Regions from separate parts of the Bicyclus anynana genome. Here region 2 is linked to region 1. The links are chromatin contacts, called in public Hi-C maps. All regions are on one chromosome and are shown on one strand. The core of a region is the stretch at or near the end of the contact, and the rest is flanking DNA. Distances in the headings are between cores, read along the strand shown. Region 1 holds the start of LOC112053606. Region 2 overlaps LOC112048022 (gustatory and odorant receptor 22).

Region 1 (3,196 bases), core at 418-2,917:
TGGGTTGTTTTAACAGGCTTATTTTGTTTCAACATTAATAATGACTGTGGTAGCTGATAGATTTAATTTAAAAAATAGGTTATTTTTAAAGTCCGCTTATCTAGATACATTTATTATGACAGGAAAAAAAATAATTTTGCTTCCCCGTATAAAAAACAATAAATCCCCAATGAAATTATTATTTTAAGATTTTATTTTTAAATGAAGTAGTGTCATTTCCGTTTATATCTATTAATTTGTTTCGTCTTTATTTATTTTATTGATTGTCTTTATTTGTTAAAATTCGTAAAAATGAAAAAAACCATAATGTGGATATTATTGCATTTATCTATGTACCTATATGTATACTGTATAGACTACTGAACCGATCTAAACAATCTTTCACCAATGGAAAGATACATTAAGAACGAGTAACATAGGCTATATTTTATCCCCATATCTTACGGGAATGGGTACTACGCGGATGAAACCGCTGGGTTCTGATAGTTGAGTATAAATTTAAACGTATTAAATTCAATTTATTTCATTAGTAGTTCGGGGTTTACCTTTAAATATAGTCACATTTGAACATATTACTCTTCGCTTTAATGTATATATTACGTGTATATTAATAGAATAATTATTGTACATTGAGTTATGCTTAATTGATTGTTCTCTCTTCTCATAGGATACCGTTCGATTGCAATTATCAAAAAATGTAGGTTTTATTTATTTCGACGATTTTTTATGATTATTTGTTGGCAATATTGTACTTACAGCTATCTGTTTACGTATTTATTTACGATAACTTTATTTAAATTGTCTATTAGGAAACGATGTTTGATGTTTTAGTTTTTACAAGCATCAAAGCGTGTCGTTGCCACCAGTAGGTCATTGTCAATCGGCGGCGAGCAATCGCATTCAGTAAAATTATCCGTAAAACTCTTATCGCAATTTTTAGCGGTGAATTCTCTTGCAACAGTTTTTTTGCAACATCGCTCAAGTTTTCCTTTCTTTTTTGCATATCAGTTCAAGTTCACAACACGGACCATTTATTTGCAGCAATGCGTGTGCAATTCGCCGTTAATAATAAACAATTCATTCTATTAATTAGTGATGTCTTTGTTAGTTCAGCAATTTCTTTTCATAGTTCACTGTTATAGCTAATTAATTGATGTTTTATTAACAAAGCCGGTTTTATTAATTGGTTTTGGTATTATGTCAGGTTAAATGACAGATGTTTTTTACCATCCAGAACAAATTTTTATTAAAATATTTTATGGAACAATAGAATAGTCTAAGCTGACATAAATCGAAATATATAACTTAAAAAATAAATCTTCTTATGTAGTAATTTGTTCATTTTTGTAGGCTTTTGTGTGCAATGGAAAAAATCGCAGAATAGAGAAAATTTCAAAATATGTCTAAAAGAAAGTATTGTTGTGAGTATGACTTACCATCGATCTTTGGAATCCATTTCGAGTTTCCCGCAGGTACGGCGACCGCTGCAGAAACCATAAGAAACAGGACAATAATCCTCACACAGGCACCCATTTTATTGTTTATTTATTTTTCTTTTTAATTTATTTTATTGTCTTTCACGACGCAACTATCTCCCCCGTGTCGGCCGGTCACATTTGCGTCTATACGTACGATATCTACCGCGTGCTGTCAACAACTGAACTCGAGCGAACACTACTGGTGTACTTTCTACCAGCTGGCTGTAGGTGCAATCGAAGCATCGCGCGTGCTTGCCCATTGTGCTTTGTACTGACGGCTTATCAATAAGAAAGCAATAATTGACGTAGGGCGGATCGGTGAGTAATCGAAATTTAAGTAATTTGTATTTCGAACTGACAATTAGGCAATGCAACATTTGATAACATACTTTTTGGTTGATTAAGGCACAGTTAGGTGGCAACTCCTCGTATCGAAACTCAGTCCACGTGGAATTCAAATTTTGTCATTTTTGTTTACGTGTGATCTCAATGACACTAAATATATTTCAGAGATTGTGAGCAGGAGCTTAAGCTAGTACCACCGTCATATTAGTGCATCATTGGCAATGCAAAACATAGGTTAGTTGTGACTTTCTTACGATTTTATTATAATGATACGTTCCCAACGTGCTGGAATGGTGACCCCACACTAGAAAGCGCAGTGTTGGTTGATCCTTCAACGAGTGGACTGATGAGATCAAGCAAATTGCAAGTCGCTGGATGCAGGCGACTCAGGACCATGGTGTTTGGAAGTCCCTACAAAAGGCCTATTTCGTGCAGTACGTCCATTGGCTGATATGATGATGATTATGATGAATAAGTGTTCAGGTAGGTGTATGCGATTGTTTTTTACTTAACGTCAGATAACCCTTATGTTTGTTACATCAACTCCTATTGCAAAAAATAATATAAATACAAAAATAAATCTATTCATAGGCACTCTGAGTTGATTGTAAATAGTTATGGAAAAGTGGGAAAACTTTCCAATTTCTCTACAACATTTTCATTTATTAAGCAAATTAAATGCAAACTCTTTTTGGCGCGTTTTTTCTGTAAGTGAAATATTCGTACGGTATTCCAAAGTTGGAAAAAAATGATAACTTCTTCAGTAACAGATTTGGCAGTAGGTATAATAGCAAGAAAATAAATTTTTATGCAATTTGTTATTGCATAAAAAACTATTTATTTGCAATAGATGTTATCTATATTGTTCTAATTAAAAATATCAAGATGCTAACTGCGAGTAATAGACTCTGTTTTGTAATAATAGGTACTTAACGTATTAAAAAAATATTGCTTTGCTGCCTTTTATGTTCCACTACCAGCTTTTCATTTTCATTTCATTCAGACCGGTAGCCGGCATTTTACATTTTGGCGGTTTTTATTATAAAGTTGATGCAAAACGTTGATGCCATTTTTCACAGCATCTCCCTGTTCTGTGGAGATGGAGGATTTTAGTAGATTGGAAAGTTTCTGTGCACACTCTTCAAAGTATATCCCAAAAAGTATTCCTTAGGGTTCCGTAATCCACATGGATCCCTTAAAGTTTTGTCATGTCCGTCCTTCAACGGTTTAGCGCAGAGACTTTTACTCCTAATAGAAAGCTGTAAATTACCATGAATATGTAAATTAAAAATGTGAATAAAGTCGTAAAATAAAATTTTGAAAAATATTTTTTTAGGGTACCTCCCCATACCATGTAAAGTGAGAAAATTTTT
Region 2 (3,196 bases), core at 451-2,950, 250 kb after region 1:
GAGGTTCTATACATTTTCCGCTGCGGAATTTTTCGAAAACCAGGAGCTTGTGAGTCAATTATCTGACACCTTAATTAGGCACACCTACTTAAGTAATAATGCATCTTTATTATAATTACGTAAAGAGTTTTGCTCTTACATTACTTACTAAAATATTAATAACGCAACAACGATAGTGAACCGATTATTTTTACCCATTAAAAAGTCGTATTTTCTATTTTATCATCATTTATTAATCATAATTTTTGGCTGGTATGAGGCTTCGGCCGTGGCTAGTTACCACCCTACCGGCAAAGACGTACCGCCAAGCGATTTAGCGTTCCGGTTCGATGTAGTTTAGAAACCGAAAAGGGGTGTGGATTTTCATCCTCCTCCTAGCAAGTTAGCCCGCTTCCATCTTAGACTACATCATCACTTACCATCAGGTGAGATTGTAGTCAAGGGCTAACTTGTAAAGAATTAAAAAAAAATTACTTTATAAATAATATTCTAATAAAATATTGACTTACACTTTGTTTACTTATTTTTACTTTAAAAGTTTGTGATTAGGTACATTTTTATATACTGGTTAACACGTTCAGTTAAATATTTGCAGAGGAAAAAAAAACGCCCAAAGGAAGTTCGTAAACTAAAAGGAAATACGTTTGTTTATTCGAGATAATCGATTCAGCCTTCGCGTTAGGGCAATGACCGCTTTTCCGTCACTCAGTAATTAATTGCCTTCATGATAGATTTTCTGTCATTTTCATTAACGGCCTATTTTAATCGTTTTGACGACCTTCGTGGCGCAGTGGTGTGCGCGGTAGATTTCCAAGACGGAGGTCCTGGGTTCGATCCCCAGCTGGGCCGATTGAGGTTTTCCTAATTGGTCTAGGTCTGGCTGGTGGGAGACTTTAGCTGTTGCTAGTTACCACCCTACTGACAAAGACGTACTGCCAAGCGATTTAGCGTTCCGGTACGATGTCGTGTAGAAACCGGAAGGCGATTTTCAGGCTACAGGCGCTGGACTTTTACCGGGTTTTTTATAAGACAGAAAGCTCAAGATCCAAGATGGAGAATGAGGCAGTTATCTTTTAGATACTTGTAACCGGTTTCGCTACCTTCTGTTATGTGATAGCTTATTCACTTGTGTGTATGTCATTTGACTAAAGTAAGAAGTGACAAAACACATACGTTAGGCTTATCCGACGAATCTTGAAAAAAAAATACATTCTTAATTACGAAGAAGTTTGAATCAAAAACTTCACTGTGATATTCTGAAGTATAATATTGAACTAAAAATATAATCATTATTAAAAAATATAAAATCGATAACCAAATGTTTAATCGTGATTACAGGTAACCACAAGATGTGATATCACAAGTGAGATTTGGTAAAATCCCATGCATGGAAATCTTAGAAACAATACAATCTATAACGTCACCGCACAACAGTGAGGTCACACTAATTGCGTACAAACCACGACCCTCTCGACATCCGTGTTCGAAGTTCGAACTCGCCGCCATATAAAAACAATACAAAATTAAATCTACTAATCAAAATCTCCGCGACAATTAAATAAATTCATCATTAGCATATATATGTGTCTAAAAATAAAACTACATTGCGTAACGCTTGACATAATAGGACTATTTTATAATATCTACGTTCCGTTCCGTGACCTTGGTTATGCGTCGCGCCTGCGTGCGCGTCACACTAAACGTCACGGTGACGTCAGATGGCGTCACACGACCGACGCCTTTCACAGAACCGGCACACCTTTACCAGATAGCGTGCGCTATGGGGAAATCGTGTAATATCGGCTTAAATCGAAATCGAGATTTGCCGTGCCGTCGCTGATACGTGGAAATGTATTGGGATAATATAACGTGGGTTAATACCAAAATATACCTCATATAAAATATTGATACAGAATTAATTTTCCGTTATCGGGAAATTATGCTTCAATAATAATCAATATCTATAGAGGAAAGATTTGTATTTTTGTATGTAACGAATATACTTAAAAACTAATGCTCAGATTTGAAAAATCTTTCACCAATAGAAAGCTAGTCAGGGAGTGACATAGGCTATATTTTATCCCCGTATTCCCACAGGAATCTCCATAACCCACCTTCATGATGTAAAAGAGAATGCCCATCCCCGGCCCTGGCCTAGCCAAATCACCCGGCTATATACTTAGGTGTATCTAATAAAATCTTGATAACTCTAGTTACTTTATTAATTAAATAATTACTTTATCAATAAAACTTTGCTACAACGTTTTTCGACCTTTTTAATTCATGATTAATTTGACAAAAAAAAAATCGTGGACCATTTGAGACTCAGCCTGAGTTTTACTTGTTTTACGATATTATTTGAAGACTTATGATTGGTTTATTTATTCATTTTCTTGTTTATTACTCGTAAGCTTTTTGGTAACAGAAAAATAATACAGCATCAAATGTTACTTCGCCGCTTTGGTACCTACATCAGCGAACATTTTGCGCAAGAAGAGAGACAAAAAATGTTAAGATAATTATTTAACTAAATCTTTATTTATAGATCATATTATGATCTCCATATATTTTATACGGGGGGCCGACATTGTATTGGCCGGTGAGCATTCTCCTTTACCACAGTGTATTGTCAATTATTGTCATCATCAGCCTATTTTTAACAGCTGATTGCAAGGCCTGGGCCTTTATCCATGCGGTACGTCAATTTTTCTTTCTATAAATGTTAGCGCTTCGAAAATAATAAAAATTATATTCATTATCGACAAGTCACGTGATCAAGTTATCGATTGCATCTGTCATTCCCATACATTTTATTAGTTTTCGAAGCGTTAGTGTTCGTAAAAAGAGAATCGACATACCATATGGCTACAGGCCCAGAGGTCCCGCTTCCTTAAGATAGAACCCACTTGCACCTGCACTGTAGCAACATAGTGCAGTGGCGTAGCGTGCCTTGCAGTGGCCCTGTAACAAAATTAGTTGGGGGGCCCAAATGAAGGGTAAAGATTTCTTACAAAAGAAACAAAAATGCTCGCTTAAAATAAACATTGACAGTAACTTAACGTATTATGTAGAATGTTTCCAACTTTTACGGCGTTTATGAACGTATAATGGGGCACGCTTAACCCCGAATAAAAAACATTTTTTTTTACTTTTGTCATTTCTGAAGTGAAAACTCAGGAGTTTTTTTGTTTTTTTA

Evidence for each region. A called contact is a pair of places that touch in the nucleus more often than the background predicts.
Region 2: a contact with region 1 is called in a Hi-C map of whole body, with 5 times the contacts expected there. The contact joins the enhancer-like site here to the promoter of LOC112053606 in region 1. A contact is called at or near these places in 2 of 2 Hi-C or Micro-C datasets (whole body and whole larva).

Annotation. Positions count from the first base shown.
Region 1 is chr13:9,436,939-9,440,134 of ilBicAnyn1.1, forward strand. It overlaps LOC112053606, which reads right to left and starts at 1,668. Exons shown (of 2, transcript XM_052884972.1): 1 at 1,437-1,668. The coding sequence starts at 1,533.
Region 2 is chr13:9,682,896-9,686,091 of ilBicAnyn1.1, forward strand. All of the region lies in intron 1 of LOC112048022 (gustatory and odorant receptor 22), which reads right to left. Among protein-coding and RNA genes, the nearest start is that of LOC128198664, 78 kb to the left of the region's middle. Within about 2 kb of position 1,701, at least 8 of the 8 cell types and tissues checked have open chromatin away from gene starts, as enhancers often do.